Regions from separate parts of the Xenopus laevis genome. Here region 2 is linked to region 1. A link is a contact called in public Hi-C data. All regions are on one chromosome and are shown on one strand. The core of a region is the stretch at or near the end of the contact, and the rest is flanking DNA. Distances in the headings are between cores, read along the strand shown. Region 1 has its middle 63 kb from the start of pawr.L. Region 2 has its middle 42 kb from the start of ppp1r12a.L.

Region 1 (7,647 bases), core at 2,262-4,761:
TTAGAGTTTGTTGGTACTGTACACTGACTATTTAATGTACAGTACTACATACAGTATTTGTCCTTATGTCAGTTAAAAATGGAATAATGAATATTTACATGTCAGCTTGGTGGATTTAAACTTTTTTACCTTTTAACTGTTAAATGTCTGGTATAGCTGTGTATGCTACTGCTGAATAGACAGAATACCACCATGATGTTATGTGAGGAACATCCATGGTTAACCCTTCCTTAAATGGGTTCATATTCCGAGACACTTTGCAATGGGTTTTAATTTTTTTATTATTTGTTGTTTTTGAGTTTAGTTTTTTATTCGGCAATCTGGTTGCTAGGGTGCATATTACCCTCTCAGCCATGCATTGATTTGAATAAGAAACTGCAATAGGAACAGGAGTAATATAAAGTAGCAATAACAATACATTTGTAGCCTTACACAGCATTTGTTTTAGATGGGGCCAGTGAACTGGAAAAAACACAGTGGCAAATAAAAAAAAAGCAAAAATGAAGACCAATTGAAACATTGCTTTGAATCGGCCATTCTATAACATACTAAAAGTTAATTTAAAGGTGAACCACCCCTTTAAGAAAGTCCTTTCCTTTATTTTATGTTCGCTGATATTTCTGGTTTTCTAATTGCCTGTTATCTACACTGGTAAATATATATTGTGCAACAATAAATGCCGTCATGCAAACTGGGCCTCCAATTTCAGTATTTTCTCATCAATAACATAATAATACTCTTGTGCTGTTTAATATAATTGTATTTAATATAATTCAATGGGTACCTCCAACAGATTTCCCTGTGCTTCTGAATAATCTGTCTGTGCTGTTCTGAGATGACACAGGCAATAGGCACTGAAATGACTACAGTATAATGACCTGAACAATAACTCATTCCAGCAGAAAAGTACTCTGTTCAATACAGTCTTTGTCTTTGTGCTGACCTTGTACACGTTTCTTTTCCATTTTTTTAAAGCAGTGCTTTTCCAAGTGTAACATGTATTTAGTGAGAAAATATTTCCTTGCTGTTTCGCTGCCCTATAAGCTTCTGAAGACACATCTGTCTGAGTATAAAGAATACCTAGAGTTCTATTATTTGTCATACACCACAAAGCTATAACCAGAGCGAAAAATACATTTAAAGTAAAAAGTTATCTGTAAAGTCAAATCATTTCTGCAGAAAACAAATTTATCTTGAGATAAAATCCATTTTTTGTTTTTGGCTATAAAAGACTTTATTCTTTCCTTCAAGTTTAGATATATCAGCATATACATATTGTATCATTGCATTTATCATAGTTTACATACGGGTACATAGCACAGTGGATACTACAGACTGCATATGTCAGATCTGTTCCATCCAGAAAGTACACCTGAATCTATGACCAATATGGCTGAGACATGCCATTCTAATAATTAAGGTTACTACCACTCTTCCTTTCCTTCTTTAAATAAGAAGGCTACCCATTCTATTGTATATTTCCCTGACATTCTTAGCTAATACTCTTATAGTTGTGCTTACCATTAATACATGAGAGAGTTTCCTGCATCACAACATGATCTTTCCACCACCTAGGCCCCAGGCTGTACAGCCAAAAAGTAAAGACTCAGACTACCTTACATTTAATGCACTGGAATAGTGATGAACAACATTTTTCACCACCAAATAGACTACAATGTATTGTGTGCTCAAAAAAGTCACCACAAAAAAAGTTGTGAGGCTTGGAAAAGTTGCTGCAAAAAACACACATTGACTTCAAAGCATTTAGCAAATTTTTGCCGTTCTACAAATTTTTCAGTGAAGTAAAACGGAACAGATTCACCCATTACTACACCAGAAGTAGGATTGCCATCTGCTTGGTAGTTTAGCAGCCTAGCCAGTAAAACACCTGCCAAGGACGTGGCTGGAATTACAAATTTACCCCCATATGTAATATAAGGCACTAAGTTTACTTAGGAGCAGTAAACCATGACAACCAATATGATTCTTGCATTTAAACAGATGACTACTAAATGCTACCTGCTGATTGGTTGCTATGGCTTTCTGCCCCTGGGCAAACTTTAAGTGCCTTATGTTACATATGGGGGTATATTTGTAATTCCAGCTCCGGCCTTGGCAAGTGTTTTAATGGCTAGGTAAACCCCATTACTGATATATATAGTTGCCAGTAAATTTGTAAAACCATTAAATTAAGCCCCTGGTCTTCCCACTTAAATGGGGATCTGTCCTAATCTTACTTCGTCTCTTTCCTAATCTGTTCATAATCTGTTCTCAAGCCATCCGAGTCCTGCGCAGGCCCAGTTGGGCAACCCTGTGCCCAACCCAAAATTGCTAAGTCAGAACTTGACTTGGACCCACTGGCCCACTACTGATTGCCTTGTCCCCACTGCCAGAACCTTCCTGCACTGCCTTAAACTTTAGCCCGACCCGGGACCCACACAAACCAGAAGTGACATCACTAATGGTCAGAGGGGGATCAACTGTGTCTGGGGAAATAAGTTAATATTAACTTTGGGAGATGGAGGAATACGATTTCTACAGAAATAGCATTACATGTTCGTATGAAGTATGGTCTCCATTTGTCATATAGTTACCAAAGCAAATATATATTTCATTGTGAGGACTTCGGGAAAACTGGAAATAAATAGTTGTGTTGTATAACTCTTCCAGTGGATGAAAATAAGGGGTCAAAAGGTGCAGTAGATAAGGTCTGCTGGTAGGTCCTCTGATTGGTTTGGCCCTGGACAAAAGCCCTATTGCCTGTTTATTAAAACAGCACTGCATGGAATAATGACATTTTCCCTAATATTCTGTGAGGAGCATCCAGCATGTTGAACTAAACAGTAAATATTGAAAATGTGCTCTTTCTATTTAACAATTAGCATTCCATAGCTTTCAGTACCTGAGGGGAAAGCTGTCAGCATAGGAAATGGAATGGAATTTGAAGCTGAGATAAACAATTAATAAACATTTGTAATTAACATTCCAGTCATCATAAGGTGAAGCTTCAATTCTTGCCAAAGGAATAAATCCATATTTTATTTTGTGTGAAGTCAGCAAAGACTGCGAGAAATAAAACAGCTGTGAACAGTTGATCTTCTGAACTCCAAGCGTCGATCATTAAGGAAAAAGATGTGCAGTTTGGGAAGTCACGTATGAGAAGAGACATTCAAGGTACATAGACTCTTTTACTAAGCAGGAGTAACACATTTCTGTATAATGTTAATTTTTCTGTGTTCTTGTTAATGTCCTATTGCCGTCCTATGTAAACCCTAGCAGGCTGGACCCCTTACACCAATATAATAACGGGGGAAAAACAGCATTTAAGGCTTGTGTTGTTCTGGTGGCTAAAAAAGCACATGCACCTGCATGCCACAGAGGCACAAAGGCACGTGTTCTTTTCAGTGGTATAATTAGATGTTACTGGGCTCCAAAGCAAATTAAATGTAGGCCCCCCATCCCCAACATATCCAGAGGTTGTCCTGTTTTATCAATATATGTTGAAATTACTCTTTATATGGGCCTCATGGGGCCCCTTATACCTCCTTACTGGGGCTGTACTGCAGTCACAGGGTCTGTTTCATCTGTAGTTACACCTCTGGCTCTTTTGAACCCAAAATGCTCTCAATAAAGCTAAAAAGCCCAGACACCAAAGTGTCATATTCAGTGTGAGTGACATTGCTTAAAGGAATAGGAACACCAATCTATTGTATTAAATAAATATCATCCGAACTCCTGTCTCTCTACATGCAGAATTTTTGCAAAAGGCAGTTATTTTGTTAGATTTTGTTTGTACTGAAATCAGTTATTTGAGCTCTAATATATCTGCTAGGAAAGGAAGCCCCTCTATAAGATATATTGGATCTAACTGCCAATGAATATCTGACACCCAACTGCTGCATGAAGACAGAATGAAGAGAAACAGATGCTGAGAGAGGAATAGTGATTATAATCTTGATGATTTCAGAAACAATGCAGAATATTTAATTGATTGAATTTAGAGTGTTCTTATTTCAGTATGATGAAGCTTATATAAAATTTTCATTTTCATGATAGTTCCCTTTTAAATATGAAAAAAAATCTGTTTGCTCTTTTAAAAAGTGGATTTCAGTGCCGGATTCAGCTGGAGCAGCACTATTAATTGATGTGTTTAAAAAAAAAAAATGGTCCTTCCCCTTGTAGTCCTCTTAACATGTCTAACATCAGTAAATTACTCATATGTTTATCAAGATGGTCCTTAGGTTCTAGGCTTTTGATTTTACATATGATAATGTTTTCTGATACCTGCAGTCGTTGCTAGTGATGGGCGAATTTGCGGCGTTTCGCTTCGCTGAAAAATTCGCGAATTTCGCGCGAAATTCGTGAAACGGCGAAAAATTCGCGAAACGGCGCCGGCGTCTCGTTTTTTACGCCGGCGCCCGTTTTTGACGCCGGCGCCCATTTTTCCGACGCCGGCGCCCGTTTTTGACGCCGGCGTCCGTTTTTCTAAAAAAAAAAAATTTGACGCCGGCGAATTTTTTCCGCGAATTTTCGCGGGAGTTTTGCGAATTTATTCGCTGGCGGCGAATCGCGCAAATTCGCCGCGAATTCGCGCCTGGCGAATAAATTCGCCCATCACTAGTCGTTGCTCAAGTCTACACCGTAAAATTTTCTAATAATACAATGAGGACTAGGTGGTACTTTAGGATGTGGTATAACTAATACAGGTATGGGACCTGTTATCCAGAATGCTCAGGACCTAGGGTTTTCCCAATAATGCATCTTTTCTTAATTTGGATCTTCATACCTAAGACTACTTGAAAATCATGTAAACATTACATAAACCCAATAGGCTGGTTTTGCTTCAAGTAGGGATTCATTATATCTTAGTTTGGATCAAGTACAAGCTACTGTTTTATTATTACAGAGAAAAAGGAAATCCATTTTAAAAATTTGGATTATTTAGATAAAATGGAGTCTATGGGAGACAGCCTTTCCATAATTCAGAGCTTTCTGGATAATGGGATTCCAGATAACGGATCCTATACCTGTACTAAACTATATTGTACCTTTTTATGGGTAATTTAATTAGTGGCATATTGTTACAAATGTTACATACAATTCTATAGTCTTTGAAGGATGAATGTAGCCTACTGCATACCGTGTACAAAATGGTTTAAAGCAGCAAGTTCATGCAGGAATATAGTGTTTGACATGTGGAATGCAAACGTAATATAAATCAGAATTCTTGAACAGGATCAGGAATGCAGAAGCAATGCTTCCTTTTAATTAAAGATTTTTTTTTTATTCAGACACAAATTCACAAGTCTGCCTAAAATGAAAAGACACACTACTCCCAGATGAAAGCACACAAGCACACAGAAAAGGTTAACATTTAAACTTTACTTAGGGAAATGCAGATTATGAAATTTCACAGCCTTGTGTCATGGGGTTTATATGTCAGAAAGAAGCCCTGAAGCTGTGAGGGAGCTATACTGCTGATCGAATTCAGCAAATAATCCCCTGCCTTATCTTCAGATGTTAACTCAGCCATGGAAGTAACTAATAAAGTAGAAAATAGAGGATTATTTTCAGGTTAGAATGTTTTTCCTATAAAGCTAGTGAGGAATACAATGAAGTCGTTTGCACATGGATAGGAAACTGGCTACAGGATCGGGAACAGAGGGTGGTTGTTAATGGTACATTCTCTACTTGGAGTAAGTTTCTTAGTGGGGTCCCTCAGGGCTCGGTATTGGGTCCACTTTTCTTAAACTTGTTCATGAATGACTTAGGGGAGGGTGTTGTAAGTAATGTATCAGTGTTTGCAGATGACACAAAATTATCCAGCCCAATTAATTCCATCCAGTATGTGGCATCCTTGCAACACGATCTTGACAAACTGGCAATCTGGGAAGCTAAGTGGCAAATGATATTCAATGTTGATAAATGTAAAGTCATGCACCTGGGATGTAAAAATATCCAAGCCACTTATACCCTTAATGGGACTGCACTAGGCAAATCCATTATGGAAAAGGACCTTGGAGTCCTTGTAGATGATAAACTTGGCTGTAGCAAGCAATGCCAGTCGGCAGCATCAAGGGCAAATAAGGTCTTGAGCTGTATTAAAAGGGGCAAAGAGTCACGGGAGGAGGGGGTCATTCTTCCACTGTATAGAGCACTTGTAAGGCCCCATCTAGAATATGCCGTGCAGTTCTGTTCTCCATCACTCAAACAGGACATTATTGAATTAGAGAGGGTGCAGAGAAGGGCAACTAAGCTGGTAAAAGGTATTGAAAATCTTTGCTATGAGGAAAGACTGGCCAAATTGGGGATGTTCACGCTGGAGAAGAGGCGCTTAAGGGGTGATATGATGACTATGTATAAATATATAAGGGGATCATATCATAATCTCTCTAATGCTTTATTTACCAGTAGGTCTTTCCAGCTGACACGAGGTCAACCATTCCGATTAGAAGAAAAGAGGTTCCGCCTAAATATTCGGAAGGGGTTTTTTACAGTGAGAGCTGTGAAGATGTGGAATTCTCTCCCTGAATCAGTTGTACAGGCTGATACATTAGATAGCTTTAAGAAGGGGTTGGATGGCTTTTTAGCAAGTGAGGGAATACAGGGTTATGGGAGATAGCTCATAGTACAAGTTGATCCAGGGACTAGTCCGATTGCCATTTTGGAGTCAGGAAGGAATTTTTCCCCCTCTGAGGCAAATTGATGTGGCTTCAGATGTATTTTTTTTTTGCCTTTCTCTGGATCAACTGGCAGTTAGGCAGATTAAAAAAAAAACTAAAAGGTTGAACTTGATGGACGTGTGTCTTTTTTCAACCTTACTTACTATGTTACTATGTAAGTATTTACAAAACATAATCGACTAGCCAAAGAAATATGTGGCAGGAATGCTAAAGAGTTTTTGTAATTCCATGAGAATTGAGGGTCTGTGCATCTAACATCCATTAAGAGAAGGATTACTCTATAAATAGATGCATGATTTTACTCAGCATGCTAAATAACATATTGATTTTGCACAAGAATGGATGTGCACCAAGCTGATAAATGTCATTTCAATTTTTAATAGACCTCCAAAGTGTTCCCTAAACACAGATTTCCAAGAGCTACTGCAGTGAATGATTTTATTTCTGCATGCATTAGTATAAAGATTTCAGCAGTACAAATGATTACTAAGAGTACTGACATGCAACACAATTCGTTTTTGATTTATTAAAATGTATTATCTTTTCTCTGCAAAACAACTCTTTTTGTAGCTAAAAGTTTTGGTGCTACACAGAAGTCATTAGAACTCAGGTTCTGAGGAACACGGGAAGATTAAAAGTATCATTTTCTAGTTTATTTGTACTAATTATATAGTCCTCTTTCTTAGACTGGAATCCTCAAATGTTATTGAACTACCCTGTATTTTTCAACCTAATTTTTAGGGAAAATCATGCTGGAAGTTGTACTTCAGCAACATGTTGGGACCCAAGGTTCAGAAGCGTAATAGAGACATTTATAAGGGGTAGATATCATTTGGTAAGGGTATTTTATAAGAACATAGAAGGAAGTGAGTAGTTGGCCCAATCCTTTTTGGAGAACTGATGGCAATAAGGGCCTGACGACAGTTACCTTAGAGAAACGCGTAGGTAGAAATCTTCTTGTTCC
Region 2 (7,647 bases), core at 2,605-5,104, 210 kb after region 1:
TGCCCTTGAACTGTTTGGGAGCTGTTATTAGAAGGGATGCAAGTTAAAGATTCTCTGTGTGACTGATCCAGTATTCTTCTTCTGTTTATCAGAGATAAGGCCCCAAGCAGGAGCATGCTCTTTCTGAGTCGGACTGGCATAAGATTTAATGCGGCCAGTTGGTTGGAATAAATTGGACACCTTTTTCAATCTGACCTTTACATGTGTTGCACATTTCCATATTTGGGCAAAATAGTTTTAATGAAATGGTTTCTCAGATGGTACCAGCAATTTATACTAATAGATAGCCATCCCCTAAAAATTTCCTAGTAATTTCAAGAACCATATATGTTAACAAACTTCCTCTACTTAAGCATATGATTACCACATTTTTAAATATATTTTTCATTTATTAAGATCTTTTATCTCTTTCCATTTATTGTATGACGGGTGAGTTCACAATAGAAATGTATTTTTGTTATCCCTAGGGAGCCGGGTAGCAATATGACTGCGACTGCAACAGCTGCTGAGAGTAGCAGGTGGCTCCCGCTTTCATGCAAAACAAATGATCGGTTTTCACACCAATGACCTTAATGGAGCTGCACTGGAATTGCACAACTTGCTTAGATCTGTTCTAGTAACAGGACATTTCTTCAGTTCTACTGAGCTTTCCTCATCATTATATCTGAATATTTTTTCTTCTCTGTTAAATACCTTTTCATTATACTTGCCTCCTGAAATGAAGTTGTAATGGATTTCTGTTGCATATGGCCCATTAAAATACATCTTTAAAGACCACACATACTCTTACCCTGCGGATAGTTTAGGGTAGAAACAAAAGGGGCCCTCTGAACTGAAGGGCTATTCAATTGCCTGATTTCTGTTACCACCTCACAGAGTAGAGGGTAGGGGGAGGTAGTGGGTAATAAAGAAATGTTCATGGGGCTCCAGACATCCAGACCCTAGGCCAGTGGCAATGGGATCATAAATATAAACATACAGTAGATTAGGGAAATATGGGTTCAAGAGCAAACCCCCAGATAATAGGAATTATGGAGAAGCCAGCTTGTATTTTTTTTGGGGGGGTTCCAAATCGTATAAGCAATAGAAACCACTCCTACCTAGTGTGGGACCTCCTAGCACAGTGGAATAAGTCTGATATATAACCTAATACAGTATTGCAAATGCTCAACTGCCATGTTTTGGTTTGTTTTAGGCCTTGGTTTTTCTGTTATTCTGATGTTTCTAATCACAGTATTATCAGTTGGCCTTTGACTGGTCTGCTTGGACTTTTAAATGTAGCAATAAGGAATCCCTCTCAGTAATCAAAATACAATTCTCCATCTACCTGGGTGGGCTCTTAAGTCTTACTTTAAATGACAGTGATGTCAAGGTATGAAACTGTGTAGTTGCTGGGGGACTAAGGACTCTGACCATGGTTCTCTGTGACTGAATGTGACTGAGGCTTCATCTAGACAAACTGGCATCATGACATATGGATATAGACTCAGTGGGGTGGGAAGGTTGCCTTCTTTTTTTAAAGGTATTTCCAAGTGTCAATTAGTAAGATCCAGTGTTAAACGCTTGAGATTGTTGACAGGCATTAATTATTTTTCATAGGCATCTATTTTGGGCATGGTGAAAATTTATTGCAAAGATCAATGATGAAACTTGGAAAATATTTTTTCTAAATACCATAAAAATGTTGTCGAAAAAAAGTTGTTTTTATGAATGCGATAAAAATTTGACCTAGAGAAAAAGACACCATTGGCAGTTGAAATGAAGTGAAGGAGAAAAATCCTCTGATAACTCTCCCCCAATCATGTAAAAGCTTACAAATAAAACATTTTGGTGGTGCTATTCATTTTTGGACTTCATATCTACTTTCATCTTCACATCAGAATTTCACGATTAATGATGGAATTTATCCAGGAATTTATTCGCCACAGAAAAACACAACACCCATTGACTCCCTTGTATTTTACTCAAAAAGAGTCACCGACTTCAAAAAAATGAAAAAAATGGACAGTTATTTCAAATCTTGTAATTTTGTATTTTTTGTCAAACAACACATTAGGTTTCAGAGCCTCTGAAATGTAGTTATGGGGTTGAACCTCTTTAGCTTTCCAGAATAGTTTGATTGTGTTGCCTATTGAAAATAATCTTTTGAGACAGCTTAGCACCGGTCACATATATTTGGAGTGTGTCCCTGTTGAGGCACTCTAAAAAAGCCCATCCCCCTACTGTATTTAATAGGTCATACTATTGGCTGAGTGCGTCTATTAGTATGTGAATGGCAAAACTGCAAACATACAATTTCTCTTTTAGCAAGTAATGCAAGTTCCCTTTGCTTTTGGGGAATCATAACACAATATCATTGTCTGCCATTCTTAATCCTTTGTCCCAGTGTCTTCATCTCTGCTTATGAGTCTCTGAAAACCAGTGCCTTACAGGAAACATCTTTGGAGGAAAGCGCAAGATATTGAAAGTTCATCTTTATATTTAGCCACAGTGAAGCTGGGGAGAATGATTCTAATCTTGGCCTAGTGAGAAAAGAGCAGGTATATTGTTTGGTGGTATGTAGGTGGCTTCTCCCACTTGTGTGTGGGACACTTGTTGTGTGTATTTATATTTCCCTGAATGTGTTTAATATTCAGTTGGGTTTTGTAGCAAATAATTAAAGAAGCAATGTTCTCTTAAAGCAGAATTCCTAAACCAGAATCTACTAAAACCTGTCCAGAATCTACCAAAGTCTGTCCAAAACCTTATTGTTGTCATTCCTCCAAAGGAAAAATTAATATGTGGACATTCCACAAGAAGGTTTCATAGGCTGCATCTTTCCACATACGGTATGTTCTCACCACAGCTTTTTTTCCTAGTTAGCAAGCTGTTAACTCAGGTTTGGGTATTTTTTCTTGAAATTCCTTATTAGACACTTGGGTGCAAATTCCCTAACCAGCGAAAATTTGCCAGCGACAGCTTTGCAGCAATCGCAACACTTCACCAGGTGTAAATTCGCTAGGACAACGCCAATTCACTAAAGTGCAAAGTTGCGTCCAGGGCAACGAACGCTGGCGAATTTTCGCTAGCGTTACTTCGCAATCAAAGCGAAGATGCGCTAGTGTTGCCTAATTTGCATACATAAAGTTAAATGGACGTATATGTTGCAGCAAATACATTACATTACACAAGCCCAGGGAACCTTAATAAAGAAAATATAGTTGTTATAATGCCCTACACATGAGCCCAGTGTATAGTTTATGCTCTATATGTTGGAGGGGGGTAACCTGGTTACCCAAAAAAAATTTTTACGGACCTTTGCAAGCAACACCAGATTTTTTGGGCCTGAGAAAAACATTGCACTAAAAATTGAGGAAGTCCTATCCACTCCATTGCATTTCACCTGGTCTGAGCTGGCGAAAGGCAAGTCTGGCGAATGAGGTAACGTTCAGTAAAATCCGCATCTTGCGTAGTTACGTCCGTTCGCCAGAGCGAAAATTCACCTGGCATTAGAGTGTGAAGCAACGCTAGCCTCTATCTCCTTCGCTAGCAAAGTTACACCTGCGCCCATTAGGAAATCTGCAAAACTCCGAAATGACATCACGCTGTCGAATTTTCGCTAACGTTAGTCAATTAGCCCTTAAGGGAATCTGCCCCTTGGAGTACTAAGGTGGGCACAAAGAACTACTCAATATGTGTCTCAGGATATTGAATAGGTGGACTTTCCTCTAGTCCAACAACAAAAGTAACATATTTAACATCACAGTATGTTATCCAGAAGTTAAAACAATGACTTTAGAACAATCCACTCCAGGGGTATCTCTATAGTACGAAGGTGTGGCCAGAGTTACACAGGTCAGGTGAGTTATGTGCAGTGACTGTTCTATTTAAATGCACATATCTGAGCAGAGCAGTTAATGGTAGCCTCTGGGCTCATACCAAGACTGAGACAGTGGGTCTGAGTTAAGTTGGCCATAAACGGGCTGATAAAATGAGTTGGTAGGTTATCGGCCCATGTGTGGGGCCTCCGACGGGCTTCCTTGATCAATATCTGTCCGAAAGTCGTTCCGGCAGGGTTAAAAATTCCGTCGGCCGCATCTGTTTGTTGATTCAGTCCCGTGATCCAACCACCCATTTTGCCTACATTATAATCTTATGATAGTTGGGTCCTAGGGCCCACGATTGAATCAGCCCAATATCGCCCACCTCAATGTGGGCATACTGGGGGGAAATCCGCTCGTTTAGCAAAATTCGCCAAATGAGCGGATCTCTACGTGTGTGCAAAAGATTCTCAGTCAGCTTTGTGACACTTACTGTTAATTAGCTATGCATAAGAAATGTTTTAATCCTCCATGGCACAGTATCTCTGTCTCCCTGCCGGGACCCTTCTGAGGTCTTTGTCAGTGTATACATGGGGCACATTATATTTATACTCTCATATCGACACTAACCCTCTACAAGCATTTATACTCACAAACTGATAGAAAATGAGCCCATGCACTACAGAAATGCCTCATATGTACTATTCAGTATTTTCCAGGGCAGGTACAAGACATGTCTCAGTGTTGTACAGAAGGGAGTGAGTGGGCGAGAGCACAGCAGGTTTCCACCCACTTGCAGAACAAATTAAATGATTCATTTGACAGTGAATGTTTGAAACAGTGAAAAAGGAGGAGGCATGGGTACAGAATAATGATACAGAGATTAAAGGGGGATAGTGTGGAAATGCAGCACATGGTATTTCTCTCTTTCTCTATACTGGATCTTTGGAAAATATGCCTGTGTTCTGTAACTTGCCCTTAAACAATAGCAATACATGCAGACAACCCCACCTCCTTGCAAAAAGCTGCAAATACATAAGGCCCTAACATTACCTATGCATCCATATCAATACAGGTATGGGATCCATTATCCATTGTGATCCATTATCCAGAAAGCTCTGAATTACAGTAAGGCCATCTCCTATAGACTTCATTTTAATTAAATAATTTACATTTTCAAAATGATTTCCTTTTTATTTGTAATAATAAAACAGCACCTTGTACCTGATCCTAAATTAGATATAATTAATCCTTACTGGTGGCAAAACCAGCCTATTGGGTGTAGCTGATTTTTTTTTTAGTATACTTAAAGCATGGGGATCCAAATTATGAAAAGATTCCTTATCCGGAAAACTCCAGGTCCCAAGCATTCTGGATAACAGGTCCCATACTGTATAGGAAACTACCGTGACTGGCAACTACATTACAAATAACTTTGAACATATGTATATTGGAAATTGTATTTTCTTTCATTAGGGAAAAAAAAGAATGTGTAAAAATGGTAGGGCAGAGTTAAATGAATGATTGTACGGCTGCCTGTAGCAAATGCACATGACTGGCTGTTTATTGCTTACTTTGAAGTGCTGCTGTTAAATTGGTCACAGACCTGATATGTTTAGATTTTTTTTTTGCAATAATTAGTCATGGCTGCAGGAAACCTTGATATTTAAAGCTCCATACAAAAATACTGAAGAATGTTTCCATATGTCTAGTCTATTCTGACCTCACAAGATTCATTAAATTGGCTATATATATATATAAAGCATTACAAATATTCAGCTGTTCAGCCTATTCTGTTCCTTTATCCCAACGTGCAACCTCCATAGCAAACAAAAGGCCGTCAGAACATTATTAATCCATACTCAACTAAGTTCAAAAGAATGATACTCCCAATAATAATATACATGGATACACCAGCATAATTTACATTCAATTTCTCCATTGGTTCTTAGTATTCTATAAAGCTAACACTGGGGTATTTAATTATTTATTTTAATATGATTCTTCTGTGATTGGTGCTGATAGAAAATGCTGAAGCTAAATATTGTTGCAACGTTGCTGCCTGTTGATCGTAAGAAAATCAGACAAAGGGATTTTTTAATTTGCAGCAAACTTGTTAGTGTGAACAAGTGATAGGTGGAAGGCTTGCTTAGTACATAAGTTCAGCTTAATTGGTGTTGCTATCAATACATGATCAGGCCTGGATTTGTGGAAAGGCCACCAAGGCCCGGGCCTAGGGTTGCAGGATTTTAGGGAGCGGCATGTTGCCCAACCACACCCATATTGGTTTAGAAATACTGGGGATGCGCAGGAGAAACAATAGCTTTTTTAAATTTCCCTTGCGCCAATCCCAATTTCTCGAAAATTTGCGCGAATGGAGGGGGCGATGAACGACAGCAGGCCTAGGGGCGCCCGCTATGTAAATCTGGCCCTGTACATGATATATACTATAAACCAATCGGTCTTTATGTTTTATTATTTATTGTGATTTTTTAATTATTTCGCTTTTTATTCAGCAGCTCCACAGTTAGAGAATTTCAGCAGCTATCTGGTTGCTAGGGTTTAGTTGAACCTAGCAAGCAGGCAGTGGTTTTATAGAGAGCAAGGTAAGTGAACTCAGTGGTGCTATCTTTGAGAGGTAAGCTTAAATCATATACTGAACTATTGGAGACAGAGGGAACCCGATGTATCTGAGACTGAGACCCTATGCTATGTCAGTTTTTCCAAAAGCACAACTCCCTCCAGCTTACCCAATTCTAGCTTTGTAAGCAATCTCTCCAACCTTCTCTGAACCTTCTCCCAAAAGATATATAGTATGGAGCCCTCTTGTTTCTCCAGCACATCAGAGTTGTGGTATTGGGGAAGAGTTTATGGAGTCATTTGGGATTACGGGAATATGATGCCAGCCCAATAATAATTTATATATATTCTCCTTTATGGTGGGATGAGATTATCAATAAAACAGATGTGGTACGTACTACCCACAATTACATTATCCTTTGGGAAGAGATTTCATTCAGACAGCTCATCAGCAAAGGAAGCAGCCTACAGCCATATTTTTCAGCAAGACCCCCTCCTTCCATCACAGGCAGGCTACATTCATCTCCACCTTGGTTGTCCCAGCGACTGACCTAGAGGCAGGCAGCTTGCACACACATAAGGCGGCCATAAATGGGCAGATTTTAGCTACGGATTCGGCTCCTTTATTCCAAGTCAACAGCTTATCTATCCATGTATGGGGCACTCAGATAGGCCTACATGACTGATATCTGCCTGAAAATTGGGCGGATATGGATCAGCCTGATCATCTGGGTGATGACAGCCTTAGATCATTGATGCGGTTCCTAATGCCCATTTTCCCAATCACTGTAATCTGATTGTTTGGCCCGAGGGCCCAATATGTGGCCCATCATTCTGTCTGGAGCTTTAAAGGAATTTCTCTTCTATTAGTTCCAGAAGGAATGTGATGGACAATGTGCACTTTGTATTCTGCCTGATAGCACACAGGTCAGAAGCAGTTGTAGCTGTTTGAGGGGGTTTTGCATCATTTCTGCATCAGTATTTGGTAGGTCCCAATGCCTAGAGGGCTTAGGTGACTGTTGTGCTAATAACTGGGAACTCTTGGGTATCCTGCTAAGCTAGAAGCATTAAGCCACATACTAAAATGAATGTATAGTGAAAGGTGTACATACCATCAACACATATTATCCTAAGCAATGGCACCTTTATACCAACCTGTATTTATGTTCCAAGGGATGATTATTGTGTATTAAGACAGATTACTAACGAGTCAGTTTAGATATTTAGACAAAAACTCCTGTATCTACTAGAAATATGAATATTCACC

The links. A called contact is a pair of places that touch in the nucleus more often than the background predicts.
Region 2: a Hi-C map of the XL177 cell line shows a contact between it and region 1, with 4 times the contacts expected there. A contact is called at or near these places in 2 of 4 Hi-C or Micro-C datasets (the XL177 cell line and animal cap).

Annotation. Positions count from the first base shown.
Region 1 is chr3L:69,269,685-69,277,331 of Xenopus_laevis_v10.1, forward strand. No RefSeq gene overlaps it. Among protein-coding and RNA genes, the nearest start is that of pawr.L, 63 kb to the right of the region's middle.
Region 2 is chr3L:69,475,162-69,482,808 of Xenopus_laevis_v10.1, forward strand. No RefSeq gene overlaps it. Among protein-coding and RNA genes, the nearest start is that of ppp1r12a.L, 42 kb to the left of the region's middle.